Regions from separate parts of the Mus musculus genome. Here regions 1, 2, 4, 5, 6 and 7 are each linked to region 3. The links are chromatin contacts, called in public promoter capture Hi-C and targeted proximity ligation maps. All regions are on one chromosome and are shown on one strand. The core of a region is the stretch at or near the end of the contact, and the rest is flanking DNA. Distances in the headings are between cores, read along the strand shown. Region 1 holds the start of Cdc37l1 (cell division cycle 37-like 1). Region 2 holds the start of Rcl1 (RNA terminal phosphate cyclase-like 1). Region 3 holds the start of Smarca2 (SWI/SNF related, matrix associated, actin dependent regulator of chromatin, subfamily a, member 2). Region 4 holds the start of Cd274 (CD274 antigen). Region 5 holds the start of Insl6 (insulin-like 6). Region 6 holds the start of 1700018L02Rik (RIKEN cDNA 1700018L02 gene). Region 7 holds the start of Ric1 (RAB6A GEF complex partner 1).

Region 1 (2,700 bases), core at 47-2,546, 2.4 Mb before region 3:
TCCGTAACTAGGTGACTACTGACCCATCAATTCTCATTTTGCCTTACTTTCCCTATGACTAGTTGGCTGACCATAGTCTGTGGTTATGAAACAGCATACTGTGGGTGAGCCCAATCAACTCAGCTGACTGACTTGCGGGCAGACAATTTAAACCAGTCATCTTTAAGAAAAGCTATTATAATATTGGACCACATTTTTGCAAAAACGCCTGGAAATCAGACACCTACAATCAATTTCATTGAAAAGATTAGTGTTCAGTCTATGCTTTTGAAATCTGGTTCAAAACACACCCAGGTGAAAAGTCGGGAGAAGGTGATGTTCGCAGCATAGCACAGCACCCCTATAAAAGCCATAACTGGCATATAACACTTGACAGTTTCCGAGGCAAGAAAGCTGGGTTGAAAAACACATGTAGTATCAGAAACTTCGGGAAGAAGCCTGAAAGCCAATTCGGTGGCTGTATGTTTTCACCGGAGGCTGACGCGGAATCAAACTATGAATACAGTAAAGGACCAATGATAGAAACGGAGGTGTGTGCCAGCGTCAAAGGCAAGGCTTACAGAATTTGCTGAGATGTCAGCGCGGCAAAGAGCACGTGAGATGTTTATGTCAGGACTCGGTGTACTATTTTAGAAGTACAATCACTCTCTGTTCCTATCAACTGTGCACAAAGTAGCTGGAGCTCGTAATAAAGGCTCGGATGAAAGCACGCACCAGAGGACAAAGGGTCAATGTTATACACTTGAGCGGCCCCCAAAGCTCCACGCAGACAGCAGCAGAGAGGGGGAGGAGGAACCTCTCGCAAAGGTGAGGGGCAACCAGCCCCGGTGCAGGGACAAGTGTGCGTGGACGTGGAGGTCGGGAATGCGCGCGTGATCGCCTCCTTTTCTCGCGGAAGATGCTGCCAGAGCTGTGGCTTGGCATCAGGCTCCCCCGCGATGCCCGCAGACATTTCCCATCCCCCGCCCCCGGCAGAACGCAGGCCGCTCTCACCTGGGCGCCGCCGTCCGGTACCGGAGAGTAGTGGGACGAAGAGGGGGACACGTCTAAGTCACTCTCCTCCTCGGTTTCCCCGCCAGTCCTCGGGAAGCTCCAGGGGCCCGGTGGCGGCCACGGCTGCTCCATGTCCCACTGGTCCGGGCCCGGCAACCGCCAGCGCCAACGGCCCTGGCGTGAGTGGAACCTGCTGGGCGGAGCCAGCCGCCCGGCCGGCCACGGTCGTTACCCAGAATCCCTCTGCCCCTGGCGAAGCCGATGCACCCCCGGAGCAGGCCTGGACTGTGCCGCCGGCGGACTGCGGAAGAAGAAGTAGCCGGCCGGGACGTCATTTCCGGGGGCGTGACCGGGCGTGGCCACGTCTGGACGAAGAAGCAAAGTCTGGAGTTTAAGTCCGGGAAAGCTAACTAGGGTTTCTGCAGGTTCGGATCCGGGCGTTCAAAGGGTGTTCTGACTTGTCCCTCTTCTATTTCAAAAGCTCCTTCGTGTAGAGCAATCTAAGTCGGAGTCGAGGGGGACCGATTTAGAAAGCACAGCCAACTTTCCTTTAACTTCAAATTACCCGCGACAAGACTGTTCTCCAAACCCTGCTACAGCGGAGGAGGACACTAAAAATAAAATACTGGGGCAAGCACATTTGTAAAGAATTGAGACAAGTAGTAGACGTATCAGAGGGCTTTCCGTTCCTCGTGTCTTTTTAGAATCGTGAAGATCCGAGTACTCACTGTCCCTTTTCTTTTTGAGACAAAATGACCCACCATAGCCCGAGAACACATTTTAAGCGAAAAACTCAAAGATTGGGAATGTACCCTGGCAGTAGAGTGCTCATTTAACTAACACAGGCAAGGCCCTGATTTTAGTTTCTAGGACCAGGGAGAGGGAAACAGACACCTAGGAACTAGGAAAGTCTAACTTCACAACCCGCACGTTTAACAATTTAGCTTGTTGTCTATTCGCAATCAGATAAGACGACAGACTATCAGTCTTTCAAGCTTTGATTGATTGGCAAACTGTAGGTAGGGGTGTGTGGGGGCGTGAGGTTCACAAGGGTAGGCCAGAGGACCACATCAGTTCTCCTGCTCTGTTATTTTTCACAGCATTCCCTTGAGACAAGGTTTCTTCTCGCTGAGCTCAGAGAACTGACACCAAGCCTTCTGTCTCAGCCCATTTAGAGCTAGGATTAGAGGTGCAGGTTTGTTGGGTATTTGAACTACCGTCCTCATGCTTGCTCAGCTACCATTTTTACCTACTGAGTCATCTGCCTTAGCCCTGACTGGCAAACGCTAAAGGCTCGTTAATCCTAATGGTCGAGCGATAGATGAGAAAAATGCTGTTAAGCATGCTGTGTAACATTTAAGGAAGAGGGATGACATGAAAAGCCTATGTGCTTCAGTTCAGCTCTTTCATGATCAGGAAAATACCCAACAGTATTTTTACAGCGGAATCTAATACAAAGACAGTTTTGGGGTGGTAAAAGAAAGCTAAAAATAAGTAAGTAGAAGCAATGGAAGAGTAGATCTCAGCGTGCTGATGTGGAAATATCTCTGAAATGAACAAGTCTGTAATCCTGGGAAAGGCTGAGACATGAGGATTCTCAAGTTCACCACCAACCTGGGCTACACAGAAGGGGCACTCACTGGGTTAAAGAAACCAAATTACAGAATTAGATTATGTAAAGTGAGAAGTTATGGTTTATTTGTTTTG
Region 2 (2,700 bases), core at 102-2,601, 2.5 Mb before region 3:
AATCTAGCCCTCTAGTAAGAAAAGAAAAAAAAAAAAAAAAACCTCGCAAAAATAAACATACCAGCCTGACCCAGGAGGTCTCCTGAACGAACTACAACCCCCCCCCCCCTTTCAGGCTACTGATAGTTTTTTTTTTTTTTCTCTTTTTGGTTTTAATTGGTTCAATTGTCTTTATCAGAAGGGATCTTGGAGACACTTTTGAACACGCACCTAAATTCTAGGGGAACAGCTGCAAACCAAAGCCATTTAACAAGACGCGGGTTCAAATGATGGGTTCAACCTATCTATCTACCTTTGTGAGACAGATAAATCAATAAGACCTTTGAAGCCTGCAGTTTAATGTTTGGCCTTCCTTTTCCTTAAGCCAAGACAACTACGTCTACGACGTAAAAACTATCTTGGTTGAGCGCTCAGGAGCAGACCTGTAATCCCAGCACTCGGGAGGTGGGGAGGTAGAAGGAACAGGACTTGAAGGGCATCCTCAGTTACATACATAGTTTGAAGGCAACCTGAGCAACATGAGACTCCGGTTCAAGAAAAACAAAACAAAACCCTATTACAAAGCTTCGCTACTGCGCACATCGGTGACTAATAGAAACAAGCGCATCGTTTAAAAATAAAATTTTATAATACACTTCCGAAGAGATAGGGCGGGGGTGTGGTGGGGGGGGGAGGAGATAAATAATGGCGACAAAAACTGGTGTCCAAGCGGGGCAGCGGTTTCAGAGACCTGCTTTGGATGAGATTGGGAAACCAATCTGTGGTACTTTTCTCTCTAATGTCTCACTCAATCACTAGATGTTGGTCCAATAAACTGTTTGTTTTTCTCCAGGGAGGTTTATGGCGAAAGCAAGAGACTCAAGAGAGGGAAGCGAGTGGGCGATGCCTACGATTCGTAGCAACAAGCTAGCCAGGAAAACGTGCAGCTGTTTACTACCCGTGCCCAGGAGCCACAGGGCATCCTTCCACGCGTGGCGCAGCTCGCGGACAGATCTGTCGCCCGACCACCATCCCTCCCACGCGCCCAGTGGCCACTCCGGGCTACGACCCCGGGTCCTCCCTCCTCGCGCCCCCTCCCAAGTCACCTCGGAGGCCCGGGTTGTCGTCCCTGGCGCGAATCCTGCGGATCTTGACCGGTCGCCCGCTCAGGGTGGACAGGACCAGCCGCTGGCGCAAGAAGTTACACCCCGCGTAGCTGAGTGAGTGCGCCTGGGTCGCCATGTGCGCGCCGTCCGCAGAGGCCCGGGACCCGGGACCCGGGAGCGCGACCAGGACCAAGGCAGCCCCCGACGCGTCCACGTGGTTTAGAACAGGAAGACAGAGCGACTAGACACCGGGTCAGAGGGGAGCGGGGCGGAGCCAGCGGCCGCCCGCCCGCCTCCTCCCCTGGCTGGGGCGGCCCGGCCTCCGAGGCACACTACCATTGGCCCACGAGGGATCTGGGTGTTGCCCTCTCTGCGTCGCCATTGGTCTGCGCTGTAGCTGGGCGGTGCTCATGCCGCGTTGCCATTGGCCGGTAGTGAAAGAGGGCGGTGCCCGGGCCCCAGCAACAGCGCGCGGCTGGAGGGACCCAGTTAGTGCTGCGGGGAAACCCCGGCGCCCAGACGCCTTGGGGGTCTGTCTGTCTGTCTGTGCCGGACTTTCACGGCCTATGCGATAAAGGAGGCAATGGCTCCGCCTGGGTGCCCACAGCTGGTGGTACTTAGCAACGTACCTACGGCAGCCCCGGGCAAGGATGCTAGCTAGCCTCTCCCGCGTTTTCCTGCCACCGAAGAGAACAGGATTGACACGCTTACCCTGTTGTAGGCGCCTTGTCTGGGTCTGAGCCGAAATCCTCTGAGGTGCAGCCTGCAATCTTTCACTCCCGGGAAATTGCCAAGCTGTCAGAGGCTGCCTGAACTAGGACCCCGAGCCTTTAGACAAGAGACCGCTGCTTATTTTGTAATGAGGGGCCTCTCTTTGTCCCTTTCTCAGCTGCCCCTTCGTTCATATTCTTTGAGTTTGGTGTCAAGACATATCTGTAACCTCGCATGACTCAAAATGGACAGTTGCAATAACTTCAAGACATACATGCTCATGCATGCACGGGGGATGGGTGGGTGGAGATCTTGCTTTTCCATCTGTCCTGTCATCCAAGCTTGCACTACAAAACCTTTCTAAATATTGTACTGTTTCACGCCTCCATTAAAAAAACAATCAAATGACTACCAACTTAGGAACGCAGTGGTCTTAGTGTTAGGTTTACAGCCAGCCATTCACGGGCTGTAACCCCAGACCTTAAGTCCCAGAAAGCACAGTGAAGGATGGAGTAGAAGCTGGAGAAAGAAAAAAAAGGGGGCCATCCTAAGCGAGTGAGAGTCCCAAGGAAACCCCGAGGAGCATCAGTGGCCATCAGAGAAGAGTCTACGGATCAGCCCTGAAATCCACTGAGGCAGCTAACCCACTTACCACAACGCCATTCTGTTAAGACTGCCTTTACACAGCTAAGCGGCATCTGACAGGCAGCGTTCTTTGGAAAAGCTCCAGGACCCATAGGCTCTCCTCTAAACGTTGTTGTGAAGAATACTAAAGCACCAGGGGTACTTTCACATCAGGAATGGATTTTTCATTTTCTTTTTTAATGCTATCTCGTTTAATTACTCAATAGTCTTTAGAAAAAAGATATTATTCAATAAAGAATGCTCACATCCGTTCAGAGCT
Region 3 (2,700 bases), core at 153-2,652:
CTCCCCGCCTCCCTCCTTCGCCACCCCCTGTTTCCTCCCCACTGCAGCCCTTCCCCTTCCCGGGCGAACGCCGCGGCCGCTGCCCGGGTGCGTGCGGGTCCTGTTGTGACAGTCAGGCAGAGAGGATTATCCGGATCATGGCCTCCCCAGCCCTCAGCCGCCGTGGCTCTCCCGGGTCCCTGTGCGCCCCTGACACTCAGACCATCCCAGGCGCCCCGCGTCTGCAGCTTCCTCGGCGCTTGCCAAGGAAAGACACCAAGCAAAAGAAAACAAACCCAGAGAGGGGAGGGGAGGCTAACAGAGCCTAGTGGACACCTCGGACCTCTTTCCTTGGGGCTTCCTTCCACCCTCTGTAATGAGACCCGGGCTGGACACCCCGAACTTCAACATCCTAGCCCGCGCTGCCTCTAGGTACCAGACAAGAGGGTCCGCGGCGCCACGGCCATAGCCCCCGGGGCCAACCCTTTCACCTAAAGGCCTGTCACCAATCAACATTCCCTTCCCTGCCCTAGGGAACCCCGGGAGTGGAGGTGACACCTCGGAGCCCCAAGGCACCAACCCTGTGGTAGTGGCCGCCGCCCGCTCAGTGCGCCATCCCAGACTACTACCGCCAAGATCTGCTCTCGTCCCCGCAGCCGGAGCCCTTTAAACAAGTCCCCGGGAGGCGAATAGCAGCCGTGTTGGTTGGCGCCCTGCCGCCAGCCCGGGCTCCTCACCCTCCTTCCCTCCTTTCCTGTTCCCTTCCAACTCTAACGGGGAGGATGGCTCGGGGTGAACTGTCGCGTTTCCAGTCCCCCGCCTCCCAACCCCTCCGCCCCCCGGCCCGGAGTTCCCAAATCCCCCTCTCCTCTTGCCACTAGCCCTCCCCACCTCTGCTTTTTAGGGGATAGGAGGGGGGGGGGGATGCAACCTGGCGGAGAGTGTGTTGCAACCCTGAGTTGGCAGCGCATCACTGTCAACCTGCCCAGGGTCAAGGCTGTGACATGTTGGGATTTCTTCTCCTTGCCCCCTCGAAGTAGTAATTATTACTGTTATTATTAGAACGGCGAGGTTCGGTTGAAACTTTGTTTCTTTTATCGCCACCCGGGAGCTGTGGTTAGAGCATTCCACCTGAGGCCCGCGGGGAAGAGGCGGGCTTTTTTGTTGTTGTAGCGGTTGGCCCGCCTGTTTGTTTTGGTCTTCCAGCATGCACAATAAATAATGATTAGGATAAGGATGCATAATCCGGGGCGAAGGCGGCGCGGTGCCCAAGGGGTTCGGCGGCCGCTGCGGCTGCTGTAAGGCCGGAGCCGTGGAGAGAAGAGAAAGGAGTTGTAAGTTATATTTACCTTGCTCGCGAGCAGTGTGCTGGCTGAATCTTCCCTCTCTGAGTCACCCAGAGTACAGAAACAGAGGGAGCGAGGACTAGATTATGAATATGACTTCATTGATGACAGCCGTCCCCTCCTCTTCCTAAACTCGGGCTCCGCCCCGCGTCCCACCCTCGCCGCCTCCACGGGCGCCGGAAGACGCGCCGCAGTTGGCCCCGCGAGCCGCTCCTCCCTGCCCGGCCCGGCGCGGGTTGGTGGGACGCTCCTGTCACTCGCCCTGCTCAGCGACTCCGGGAGCGCGCGGGGGGAGCAGGGGGCGGTGTGCAAGAATGTGGATCTAGACAGCTCTACTGTATGCGTGGATCTGTGTGTGTCTGCGAGGCGCCGGCTCTCCGCCGTGTTTGTGCCTGGAGCAGAGAAACTGCGCAGGACAAGCAACCAGCCCGCAGCCCTGCTGGACTCGGGAGCCGCACATCCTTTAGCTGGCAGTAGCCTTCCGAGCTTCTCCGAGGAGACTGGGGGAACCCCCCGAAGCGAAGGGGAGGGCAGCCGTAGTAATCGAGCGTAGTAGTTCTGGGGAATGTGGAGACCGTGCTGGAATTTAAGTGTGCCTGCGCCTGCCAGCTCGAGCCTGCAGAGAGAAAGGGAGGGGACGGCGGGGGCAGGGCTCCGGGTGGCACCAAAGCTGTTTGTGGCAGTGTTGGCCGCGGGGGTGGGAGGGAATGGGCATTATCATACGAGCTGAAACTTTTTCGACCCCCGCCTCCTCCCCGTTTCTCTCAAGGCTGTCATAAATTTGCGTTCTTCCCACCCATCCCCAGCCCCCAGTGAAAAGGGAGGCGGCACAAAGAGCGAGCTTGCCAAATCTGTCTCATCCCTAAAGGACTGCAAGCTTCCAAATGCCAGAGAAGAGAAACAGCTGAGAGGCCGGCCGCCTAGTAAATAAATAAACCCAGATAAACCCTCCTAACCCCTCTGTTTACTTCGGAAAGGCACGAAGCACTTTCACCTCCCCTCACCTGTCGTCTTCGAATAAAATATACATAAAAATGTGGGAGGAGAGAACGACCCGCGAGGGTAGGGCGGGAGAGTCAGGGGGCAGCTGAACCATGGGATCTGCTTTTGATTTAAAAAGGGAAATAAATCTCAATCTCTACAGACCGAAGTCTCCTCTCTCTTCCACCCCACATTTAAGACCAATTAAGGCTACAAACTGCAATTTGCCTGCACGTAGTGGTTTGGAGAGCTAGTGTTTCAGTTTTCCTTGAAATACAGTATGTCTGCCGGACCCTAGGTCACTATTTGGTGAGGCGGTTTTATTTTTAGTTTTATGAAGTGTGAAAGAATGTTAGGAGATTTTAAATCAGAGGCCTATTATATTAGACTCAGA
Region 4 (2,700 bases), core at 174-2,673, 2.8 Mb before region 3:
GTATCATATCCTCCCCTCCCTGGCTCTCAGGGTGCAGGTGTGAGCAGTAGATCAAAAGGGGAAATTCAGGGACCATGTAAATCAGCATGGCCTTTGACCTCTAAACCTGCACCTCTTACATGGGCTAAGAGTCCAGGGTCACCTTCTCCCTCCCTCCGGCAAGAAACTGTAACCTTTCACAAATTCCCAGACAAGAGCTGAGAGCCTTTCACAGAACAGAGTTTAAAGTAAAGAAGTGACGCTCATTCAAGATGGGGAAATAGGTTTGTCCCAGGGGAAGTCCAGATGAAGATCTTGGAACGCCACTTCTTTATCTTCCCATGGGGGGGGGGGGCACGGGGGGGGATGGGGGGGGGAAGAGTGCCTGGGGCGGGGAGGGGAAGCAGATGCAAACTTCCTTTCTCAAAAGAGTGAAAATTTACCCAGTTTTCAAATTCTATCAAATGATCCTGAACCCTGTGCTCAAATCCATCCCTTCTCCATCCCTCCTTAGAGCAGCATATAACCACTATCATGTCTTCCTATCTATGATGCTCAGCTGGGAAAGGTGAATATTTTCCCTGTATAAAGTTCTCCTTAAACACCGCTTGGTCACTATCATCATCAGCTGCGGATACTTTCTGGAATGTATTCTCAGGTTGTTGTTTTTTTTTTTTCTACACAAAGGCCTTTCAGACACTCAAACATAATGAAGTACTTATACATATAAGAGTTTATCTAAATGAAATACCTAGCCATATTCCAGACAGTCACATACACAGATGGTCAGTGGATGACTGAGCTAGTAAGGCACTATTACTAACCTGTGCATTCCTCAGTGGGAGAGTGATGCCCTTTAATAACCCAGCACAATGGAATATAGCAATTAAAAAAAAACTGGCTAAGTAATTCATAGGAAAGCACCTGTAATAATTTATTTTTAAAAAAAGATAGAATATTGTACTTTCACCTCTTATGACAACCCCAACCTAAACTTTAACATAGCCTAGGTCACTGTATCTAAGAACTGTTTGGGACATTTTCTTCCAAAAATCCTTTAGGTTCTCTGGGCAGATAGAATGAAAATCTTAAGCTCCAGCATCCTAGACCTCGACAGAGGAAGGGACCTCCGGAGATGCTTCAAGTGGAAAGACCCAGTCATTGCTAGCAAACAGTCAAGTCGCGCTAGGACCAATTAATTCATCTCTTCTGACCCAGCTACCTACCCACAAGATCCATAAACACACAAAACTGCGGATTCTGAGTTCTTAACTTTCCCAGGAAACCGGTTCCCTTCTCCGTCCTAAAAAGGTCTAGGGATTCTGGCTCTTTAAAGTGCCCTGCAAGCGGATTCCGCGAGAAGATGCTCCCTTACCTGCAGGCGAGGAGACTGGCCCGCGACGTGCAAGTGCAGCCTGGCATGAGGCTTGGGGACCACGATTTCCTGGTCTTATCTCGAGTTCAGAGCCCCGCCCACTCCGCGGAAGCCTTGTCCAACCTCCGCTGTCTGTGAAACCGAAGCCACCCAGTCCCTTTGAGCATGAGTTTATCTCATAGTATTTCCTGCGGATGACTTTAGAGTCAGCTTTGGGATATTCACAGTTTAAGAAAAAACGAAACTAGGCTTCGGTGCGGTGACACACGCCTTAATTCCAGTACTCAGGAGCCAGTGGCAGGTGAGTCTCTGGTCTATAGAGAGAGCTCCAAGACAACCGGGCTGCTACTGAGAGGCTGTCGATAAAAACAAAAACAAACAAACACTATTTAAAAACGAAACTAAAAGTGAAAGTGAAACCTGCATTAGCTTTCTTGTAAATCAGGTTCCCTCAAAGAAACAGTCCAGAGTAAACAACTCAGCTCTATTTTGGGTGGGAGTGGAACCTGAGGTCGGGGGTGGGGGTGGGGGGGAGCGTGTGCTTGGAGATCCACATAGGTTGCCTTCCTCTACAGCTCCCACCTTGATTTTTGAAAGAGGGTCTCTCTTACCTAACCTCGGGCTCGCAGCTGGCCAAACTAGCCGGCCAGCGTGGTCCAGGGATCCCCATCCGCGCCCCTGCTGCCAGGGCTAGGGTCTCAGAAATGGGCCATCACTGCATTTATTATGGGTAATGAGGACCCGAATTTCAAATCTTCAGGCTTGAGCAGTGAGCGCTTTAGAAGCAAAATATCTGAAGTCATAAGATCTCTGACTTAAATTTTATCTTCAGAATCCAGACACTTCAAATTACCATCCGATTCCCCATCTCTTTCAAGCCCTTTCTGGATACGTGGATACGTGACAGTCTTGACATGACTTTACATATAGAGTTATACAACCTATAGAGTTAATATCAAGCAAATGACTCAGTTTTAATTCTAGAAAGTAGGTGTGTCTGTATAATAGGAAATATATTTTTAAATCGTGGATTTGGTGACTTCCTCAAAGTTCCTCGACATAATGAAACCAGTTGTCTTGCCGTTCAAGAACTTCCCATCTCGAACCGTGCCCTTTGTGAACGCTGTGGATCACGGCCAGTCTCGGGATCCAGGTGGGGGAAGTCTATTCTAAATGATGTTGAGAAAGACTTTCTGCGAACTGGAAGTGTGGACTTTTTCCAAGACAAAACCTTGGGAACTCCACAGAGCACTGTCATCTTTAAACATTTCACTGTTGGACTTCAAGGGCCTTCTTCATTCTCTGCTTTCCCCCACTTACTTACTAAAACTACTATTCCAAAGTAG
Region 5 (2,700 bases), core at 150-2,649, 2.7 Mb before region 3:
CATGCAAATAATTTTTTTTCAGTTAAATAAATCCATTCAGCCATTATCCTGCTAATAATAGTGTGTAGCAGTTAAGAATGCATTCCCAGGCAGTGGGATGCTTTCGCGGGTTAAGGCACTTGCTGCCAAGCCTGACAATGTGACAACGATCTTGGGGTCCCATATGGTGCATGGAGAGAACTGGATCCAACTTATACACACACATCAGCAGTAAATAAACATCATAATAATAATAATAATATAATAATAATAATGGTGATGATAATTTATTGTAAAAAAGAATGTGCTCATATAAATAAATTAAGGCAATTTTTACCGGGAACCGGATACTAAATGATGCTTTTATGTACATGTAGAATCTAGACTTAAAACTATGTATTTGTGTGTTTATATATGTGTATGCTTAAATGTTTGTGTTTGTAGGTCATGAAACTACAAAAGGGATTCCGAGAGGGATGAGTGCTTAAAGAAGGTAGGAGGCAATCAATTAATAGAGGACATGTAATTAAAAAAAAGCAAAAAGGGGAATTACTAAAGGCAGGAACTGGGAGAGGGTGGTTAAGGGAGGCGAGTAAGAGAGAGTGAAGTACAGTGCGATAGATGTGAGAAGACACCGCGATGGAATGAGTAATTTTTAAAAAGGGTTTATTTATTTTATTTGATATGTATGAGTGTTTGCTTGCATGTCTGTATATGCACCACGAGTATGACTGGTACTGAACCGGAGTTACAGACTACCATGTGCTGCTTTGTTGGTACAGGGAAGCGACCCCGGATCCTCGGCAAGAGCAAGTTCTCCTAACTGCCAAGACATCTCTCTAGTTCCAGTACCAATTTTTTAAAGTTAAAAAATATAATCCATGAAGGAGATAAGTTTCTCCGAAGGGAAGAAATGGCTCCTGTAAACACTAGGCAAAAAGAAGATCACATTCCAGGTGTGGGGGGGATGCTGCATCTCAGAGTCCTAGGTTCTCATATTTCATGAGGCAGTTTCTTGGAGCGCACGACAAGGAAAATGAATGAATAAAGTCAGAGAAAGAAGACATTTTAAAACTTGCATTTCTGAGGCCAAAAGAGCCTGTTAATTTCAACTTTGACGACAAGGAAAATGAATGAATAAAGTTAGGAAAAGAAGACATTTTAAAACTTGCATTTCTGAGGCCAAAAGAGCCTGTTAATTTCAACTTTCTGCAAGCCGGAAGTCCATGTAAGCCTGGAACACCCCGCACCTAACCAAAGTGTTCTGGAGAAGATTGCCTGCGAGGGAGGGCAACCCGAGGGCGGTGCGGAGAGGGGCGTGGCTGGGGGCGTGGTGGGTGGCGAAGGCGGGGCGGGGCGGGGCGGGGCGGGGGCGGGGCGACGGCCGTTGCAGCGCGCCCGGCCCTGTGGCGGAGCCCAGGGATGAAGCAGCTGTGCTGTTCTTGTCTGTTGTGGCTTGGACTCCTACTGACTCCTTTCTCCAGGGAAGAGGAAGAGGAATCCAGACCCAGGAAGCTGTGCGGCAGGCACCTGCTGATAGAAGTTATAAAACTCTGTGGCCAAAGTGACTGGAGCCGGTTCGAGATGGAGGAGCAAAGTCCTATGACACAGTTCTTTCCCCACTACTCACGCAAGGGCAAAGCCTTCAACCCTCACCCTTCTTCCTCCGCCTGGAGAAGATTCACAAACCCAGGTAAAACTCTGAAGGGAAGGCTTGGTAGCTTATCAGTGTGCAAACTCCTCTTTTCTTATCCTTGACTTTGCTCTGCCAGTGAATTTCTGTAGGAAATAGAATTTGTACCTAGTGTACGTGTGAATACAGTTTTAAAAACCATACAGACTTATATGAAGTTCACTTTAGACTTAGAAGAAATAATTTGTTCAGAGTAGGCCTTATTAAAAAGATGGCCTTAGGTTTCATGTATACCCCAAATTCCGTGTGTTATAAGCTTAATCTCCAGGGCAGCGTTAGGAAGTGAAGTGAGGGAATTAAATTTTCTTGAAACGGAGTCAGGCCATTATCACAGAAGTGGATTGTCCTGAGTGAATCTGTTGCAAGATCACTTCATCCTCCTTTTCCGGCACCTCCGCTATGGGATGATGCTACAGGAAAAGTCCTTGGACCCTGGAGCATCTTCAAATCACGAGTCAAATAAATTCTTGCTCATTTGAAATTAACCACTGTCGGGGGCATTGTCAGAAGATAGATATAGGTGATGAGGAACTAGTCACATAGATAGGATGGGATGGGATTGGGGGCGTTTATTTAGAGGAAAAGTTTATTTAGGGGAAAGACACTGCTGTCTGAATTATACGGGGAAGAGCGAGGAGGTCAGGATGTGCTGAACAGGAGGGGAAAAGAAGCAACAGCGTAGGGCAGTAAGGTTCGTCCAGAAGGGCTGAGAGAGGGAGAGCAAAGCCAACGGAGCAATTCATGTGAAGTGAAAACTTAATAAAGGGCACAGGGAAGGACAAGGGCGGATGAGATGAGTCTCGGCATGGATAGCTCATCGATGCAGATAGGTAGATTGTAGTATGGGGACAGATGAAGCTTCTCTGTGGTTTGCAGCAGCACTGAAGGTGAACTAGCGTGCTGAATTGCATAGAGATCTCGTGGTCTTGACCTACCCTTGCCATTCTGATATTAGCCTTTCTCCTATGTTGTAAAATGTGTTTGTAGATTCCCTTAACTAATTTTATAGTTTTTTTCAAAGCAGTGTT
Region 6 (2,700 bases), core at 183-2,682, 2.4 Mb before region 3:
GCCAGGGCATCACTGCTCCCTCCCACACCTTCTGGTTAGTTGTTGTTTGGTTTTTCAAGACAGGGTTTCTCTGTGTAGCCCATGCTGTCCTGGAACTCGCTCTGTAGATCAGGCTGGCCAGGAATCCTGAGATCTGCCTGCCTCTACCTGGGTGCGGGGTTTAAAGACGTCTATCACTGCTGCCTGCTGGTTTGTTATTGTTTTTATTCACAGTACTGTTTCAAAAAGCCTTACTTCCACCCCTGGACAAACAAGCAAGAAAACAAACGGACAGCAGTAGAAACTCGGGTTTGTTCAGCATAGCATTCTCGGAGGCCTCTAAGTACAGTGGCACACAGTAGGCACTGGGTAGCTCTTCCTGAAATGAATGCATTTCTGAAGGAGCTAGTATGTTTGACCTCTGCGGAAGTTAACGGTGACAGCTACTTTTGGTTCTGAAAGTGGATTCAGGGAGATGAGACACATACTTCACTTGATGAAAGCTTCTGTGAGGAGGGTTCCAGGTCACCCCTGGAGGAGAAGGAAATGGGGTGAAAAGGCAGAGGGAAGAAGGTCAAGGGAGGATTGGTGTGAAAAGGTGGGGAACACCTGGTGAACCAGAGGGGCCGAGGGGACACAACACGGGGGCATGCTGCTTCCTGTTGGGTCTGAGCAGGACAGAACTTGGCTCTTAGAAAAGACTAAGGGTGAAAAAGGTGAACACAGAGGGGGGAAAAAAATGAAATCCAGGCACTCAGAGGTGCCAGCGGGAGACTAGAAGTAGAACGGGGTGCTCAGAGGTTGTCCACTGGGGAGAATGCAGACGGGCGCAGCCTGCAGGCTGGGACCAGGCAGCACAGGGCACGAGGGTCTGGGGATGCCAAGAGGCGCCGGGTGGAGCTCAAGGGAGTGGGGTGCAGGGGCGCGGAGGGGCGGTGCAGCAGCCGGCGGGGCGGCCCCGGTGGCCGTCGCTCACTTCCGGGAGAGCCGGGCGTCCTGGCCACCGCCCGCTTGCAGCTGCCAGCCCTCCAGGGCCGCGGAGCCTGTGAGCGCGCAGGCCAGGCCACAGACCAGCGTCTGCGCAGCTCGGACCACCGCCAGCCACCATGGGGGCGTCGGGGCGGCTGCTGCGCGCCGTGATCATGGGGGCCCCGGGCTCCGGCAAGGGCACCGTGTCGTCACGCATCACCAAACACTTCGAGCTGAAGCACCTCTCCAGCGGGGACCTGCTCCGCCAGAACATGCTGCAGGGCACAGGTGGGAGCTGAGACCGAGGGCTGGCGGCGTGCGATCGTCCCGGCGGGGCTTTGCGGGCCGGGGTCGAGGGTCCTGCGACGCGGGTGCAGCGCTCCCCGACCTCGCCTGGGGAAAGAGCCGTTGCGCCCCGAATCCTCTGGCCTCCGTGGGCAGCTTCGGGTAGATGGGGGAGGGGGAAGGAAAGGACTAGGAAGTTCAAAGACTGAAGGAAAGCCCTTGGCTTTGTTTTTAGAAGCTCATTCGACACAGCTGGCAGCTGCGGTGGGGGTCCAGCCGGGGGGAGCTGTGCCTGTCTCTCCACGTGTCCTTGTATGCAGAAGGCAGGCTTTGGCTCTGCCAGGGCTAGCTTCTTTTTTTTTTTTTTCCCTACACCCCCCCCTCCCGCCCATGGTAAGCTCCGTGGGATCTTGTAATTCTGACCTTTCTCTCTGCAAGGTCAAGTATTACTTATTTTCATTGCAGTCACAAAGTTGGCTTAGATTTTGATGCCCCCAGACATTTCTTAGTCACTAAAGTTGTCCTTGTAACAGTTACATAAACGATTGCTGTGTTTCTCCTTCCAAAGTCTTCTAACTCAGCACAAAAAATCTAGCCAACACTTTACAAAGGGTGGGTTTGTGGTAAGTTCTATTTTAAGAAAAGCATTTTTAAATTTATTTTTTGGGACAGTGTCATTCGATGTATTCAAGGATAACTTTAACTTAAGTTTGACATCCTCCTGTCTCAGCCTCCCTAGTGAGTGCTGGGATTCCAGGCGCCAGCCAACTAACAGCTGTAAACTATTTTTTAAAAGCTTGCACTAGATGTGTTTCTCCACAATAGTGTTGACCTTCAATTTCAAACTAGTGCCTATTTTGAAAATTCATTTGAAGCTTATTTACACAGAAATAATACCTGTTCAAGGTTTTAAAAAAAAGAAAGTAAAGGCCAGGGAGAGGAGGGAAGACAGAAATGTATAAAGTAAAAAGCAAAGTTTTCTCTTAGTCCCTACCTCAGCCCAGAACCTCGGAGAGAAACAGTCTATCTCCTTCTGGAAATGTCTTTGTGTAAAGCTCCTTCTTACAACCTCAGTGTATCAAGTTACCATCTACTTACTCCACATCAGTGTTTTCGCACACTGCATTCAGCCTGCCATCCCATATGGAGACGTTGTCCGGTTCCGCACTGCACTGCTTACCCTGTGTCTGCTGAATCTACCGCGATTTATTTACCTCTCCACTCCCTCCTGGCGGGTGTATAGCTAGTTTCTAGGAAAGGGTGTTTTTTGTTTGTTTAAAAGACACTGATATTCAAGTGTGTGCGTGGGGGTGGGGGTGTGTGAAAACCCACAGTTTTCAGTTTCTTTGGCTCGATCCTCTGCACCCCTCAAGCATGTTTTCGTTTTCTTCTAATGTCGACCTTAAGAAATAATAAAGGCTGCAGTTAATTAAAGTTTATCGAAAGGTTATTTGACTCTTGCTAAAT
Region 7 (2,700 bases), core at 172-2,671, 2.9 Mb before region 3:
TCTTAAAACTCAGAATTCTGTAATTTTTACAGATGTCCAGGAGCAACAAAAACCGGACGGGGGCTAGCCCATTCACCCCTTACTTTTTCAAGTTAATTCTCTTATCTACTCGGAACTCAAGGCACGGGAGGAAAAAAAAAAAAAAGCCAGGCTGAAAGCAAAGAATTCTGACCCCATGCTCTTTCTAAGCCTGGAAATAATAATTTCCAGGTGCGGCGCGGACAGACGTGAGCTCCCCGACTCTCCAACCATCCCAGCAGAGCTCTCCAGAGTCCAAGAGCAGCCAAGAAAAGGACTGGAGTCCGTGATGTGTGGGGGAGACCCGGAGCTAAAGTTACCAGATATCTACACTCAAACCCAACAAGTCTTTAAGTTTTCAGAAATCAATTACCACAGGACTGTAAATTCTGACACTTGGTAAAGACCAACAGGCTTTCCGGAACTCCACTAAACAACAACCTTTAAAGCAGGGGTGGGGGGTGGGGGAGCGGGGACGCCACAGCTGCCGGAGTGCTGGGGGACGCTCCAACAGATTGGCTCGGCGGCAATGGGGGCAGAGAGGCAGGCAAGTCTGGGCTCCGCCAGGGAGCTCCAGGCCTGGCGCGCGGCTGTGGGTGCCACGCGGGGACTGGGGTGCAGTGGAGACTGTCCGCGCGCGGCTCCAACTCGAGAGCGAGGGTCGCTCGGGGTAAGTCGGGACCGGCTGGGGTCGCTCGGGGGTAGTTAGTTGGGACGGGACCGCCGTCGCTCCCTCGGAGGGAGTCGGGACTGGCCGGGGTCGCTCGGGGGAAGTCGGGACCGGTCCGGGGTCGCTCGGCGGCAGTCGCGCCAGTTCCAGGGTCACTATAGGGAGGGTGATCAGGATGGTTCTGGGTTCGCCCGGGGTTAGTTGGGACCGGACGGTGGTCGTTCGGAGGGAGTCGGGACGGGGCCAGGGTCGCTCGGGGAGAATCGGGACTAGATCCGGGCCTCTCTGGGGAAGTCGGGACCGGACAGGGGCCGCTCGGGGGAAGTCGGGACGCCGGCGCCTACTTACTCGGCTGTACCAGATGCTGAGGCGGGCCGGGGCCAGCACGGCGAAGAACGCTCTCCGAGGGTCAGACTGGACGTGGAGCGGCGCCTCGGCCGGGCTCCGCGGCGCGCAGAGCAGCCTCTTGGGCCAGCCGCTCAGGAAATACATGGTCCGCGCGCGGCCCCGACAGCCCCCCGGCGGCCCCGGCCGTGTCTGTCACGCTCGGCGGCCCCGGGCCAGGCGCCCACCTCCCACACCGCCACCGGCCGAGTCGGCGGCGGCGACAGCGGCAACTCGGGGCATCTGCCCGGGGGCCGGGCCGGGCCGGGCCGACGCGATGCTGCGCGACGCAGTCTGGGACGCTGACCGGCCGAGGGTGGGGGAGGCGGGCGGCCAGTGGGCCCGCGGCGGGAGGAGCCGAGGCCGGCCCGCCCCGCTCGCCGCTCGCGTCAGCACGCCGCACGGCGCGGGGAGGCTCCGCCCGGCTCCCTCGGACCGCCCCGCGTCAGAACGCAGGCCGCGGGGCAGGACGTCGAGGGCTCGGGACGCCTTGCTGGCTGGCGACCTGGCGCGTGGAGCTGGGGACCGGGATGAGGCGACAGGCTCAGTCAGTGACAATCGGAGCGGCCGGGCCCACTTGCACGATCCCTGGATTGGCGCGACCTCCGGGGTTGAAGGGGGCGGGGCGAGCGGAGCGCGCGTCACGTGACTCCCGGGCTGCGCTTGGAGCTGGGTCTCTGCGACTCCAAGGCTTGGGGTTCGAGTCTGTACCCACAAATCCTTTGTGTGCTGCGGTTTAAAGTGAGAGCTGGTGATGTCCCTGGCCGTACAGAGCTTACATTCTAGGCAGGCTCTTTATTCAGTCACTAAAGTGCTTCAGTCTTGTCTGCCTGTTTAGTTATTAATGCTAGGCGAAGCCAGATGGGGTCTTTTGCAGCCCCAGTAAACTGTTCAGGAAAAGAAATGGACTTAGGTTTTGTGTTGATCCAGACTGGAGATACCGTATTGATGTTTTTAATTTGGGGGTTGGGAGGAATGAAGGGGTGCTCAACTTTTGGACCTGGAACCTTAAAAATAGCTGCAGCTTTTTGTAACTCTTTCAAAGTTTAAAAGTAACAACAAAGTAACAATCCGGATTTTAATAACAATGTAACTTTCCGTAATTGTTCTAACGCTTGCTTTTCGAAGACGTTGACTAAAGTCCCAGCTCACTAGCCTTTTGTTTCCAGAGGATCTCCTAGAATCTCTGTCCTGGTGTGTCCCACAGGCCAACACAGCATTCCTGGGATATTTTAAGCAGAGCAGACCTGAAAACTATTTTTCAGATTTTCATCTGTGTGGACGGAATCTTGATGATCCGAGTTACACCCGCTGGATAAATCAAGAGGTCCAGAGAGGTCTCTGCCTTGCCAATATAAAATCATAGAAGAACTTCGTTGTCTAGTACTTTTCAGACAGAGTTGTACACGTGGCAGAGGAAGTGAAAATGTGCTGCAATTCCATTGAGAATGTTTGCTCTACCTCTACTTCAGTGTGTTCATGTGCCTCACCAGTGTGTCTGCAATCATGGGCAGTGTAGATGTTTCTAAGTAATTTTTAATTGTTTTTTTTTTTGACCTCACTTACTGGTGAGCTTCTGGGTGGGATTCTCCTCCTGTGATCTTTTGTAGCAGCTAAGGTCTACAAAA

What was found. Promoter capture Hi-C pulls out the DNA fragments that hold promoters and counts their contacts.
Region 1: a contact with region 3 is called in a promoter capture Hi-C map of pre-B cells, with 5 times the contacts expected there. A contact is called at or near these places in 2 of 39 promoter capture datasets (liver and pre-B cells), 1 of 130 datasets of targeted methods (extraembryonic endoderm stem cells) and 1 of 9 other capture datasets (liver).
Region 2: a promoter capture Hi-C map of pre-B cells shows a contact between it and region 3, with 4 times the contacts expected there. A contact is called at or near these places in 2 of 39 promoter capture datasets (liver and pre-B cells) and 1 of 130 datasets of targeted methods (astrocytes).
Region 4: a contact with region 3 is called in a promoter capture Hi-C map of pre-B cells, with 4 times the contacts expected there. A contact is called at or near these places in 3 of 39 promoter capture datasets (hippocampal neurons, liver and pre-B cells), 1 of 130 datasets of targeted methods (astrocytes) and 1 of 9 other capture datasets (adipose tissue).
Region 5: a targeted proximity ligation map of astrocytes shows a contact between it and region 3, with 5 times the contacts expected there. A contact is called at or near these places in 1 of 39 promoter capture datasets (pre-B cells) and 1 of 130 datasets of targeted methods (astrocytes).
Region 6: a promoter capture Hi-C map of pre-B cells shows a contact between it and region 3, with 3 times the contacts expected there. A contact is called at or near these places in 2 of 39 promoter capture datasets (liver and pre-B cells) and 1 of 130 datasets of targeted methods (astrocytes).
Region 7: a targeted proximity ligation map of astrocytes shows a contact between it and region 3, with 7 times the contacts expected there. A contact is called at or near these places in 1 of 39 promoter capture datasets (pre-B cells), 1 of 130 datasets of targeted methods (astrocytes) and 2 of 9 other capture datasets (adipose tissue and pancreatic islet).

What each region holds. Positions count from the first base shown.
Region 1 is chr19:28,988,963-28,991,662 of GRCm38.p6, reverse strand. Cdc37l1 (cell division cycle 37-like 1) reads right to left here and starts at 1,296. Exons shown (of 7, transcript NM_025950.4): 1 at 994-1,296. The coding sequence starts at 1,125.
Region 2 is chr19:29,100,026-29,102,725 of GRCm38.p6, reverse strand. Rcl1 (RNA terminal phosphate cyclase-like 1) reads right to left here and starts at 1,351. Exons shown (of 9, transcript NM_021525.2): 1 at 1,086-1,351. The coding sequence starts at 1,221.
Region 3 is chr19:26,603,862-26,606,561 of GRCm38.p6, reverse strand. Smarca2 (SWI/SNF related, matrix associated, actin dependent regulator of chromatin, subfamily a, member 2) reads right to left here and starts at 1,402. Exons shown (of 33, transcript NM_011416.2): 1 at 1,329-1,402. It overlaps Gm52395 (a long non-coding RNA gene), which reads left to right and starts at 52. Exons shown (of 7, transcript XR_003952911.1): 1 at 52-411; 2 at 513-1,313.
Region 4 is chr19:29,366,161-29,368,860 of GRCm38.p6, reverse strand. It overlaps Cd274 (CD274 antigen), which reads right to left and starts at 1,423. Exons shown (of 7, transcript NM_021893.3): 1 at 1,355-1,423. It also overlaps a transcript of Plgrkt not described here.
Region 5 is chr19:29,324,017-29,326,716 of GRCm38.p6, reverse strand. Insl6 (insulin-like 6) reads left to right here and starts at 1,399. Exons shown (of 2, transcript NM_013754.1): 1 at 1,399-1,672. The coding sequence starts at 1,402.
Region 6 is chr19:29,046,215-29,048,914 of GRCm38.p6, reverse strand. 1700018L02Rik (RIKEN cDNA 1700018L02 gene) reads right to left here and starts at 1,432. Exons shown (of 1, transcript NR_028360.1): 1 at 186-1,432. It overlaps Ak3 (adenylate kinase 3), which reads left to right and starts at 954. Exons shown (of 5, transcript NM_021299.2): 1 at 954-1,236. The coding sequence starts at 1,086.
Region 7 is chr19:29,521,003-29,523,702 of GRCm38.p6, reverse strand. It overlaps Ric1 (RAB6A GEF complex partner 1), which reads right to left and starts at 1,421. Exons shown (of 26, transcript NM_001081319.1): 1 at 1,037-1,421. The coding sequence starts at 1,180. It overlaps A930007I19Rik (RIKEN cDNA A930007I19 gene), which reads left to right and starts at 1,716. Exons shown (of 4, transcript NR_015567.3): 1 at 1,716-1,813.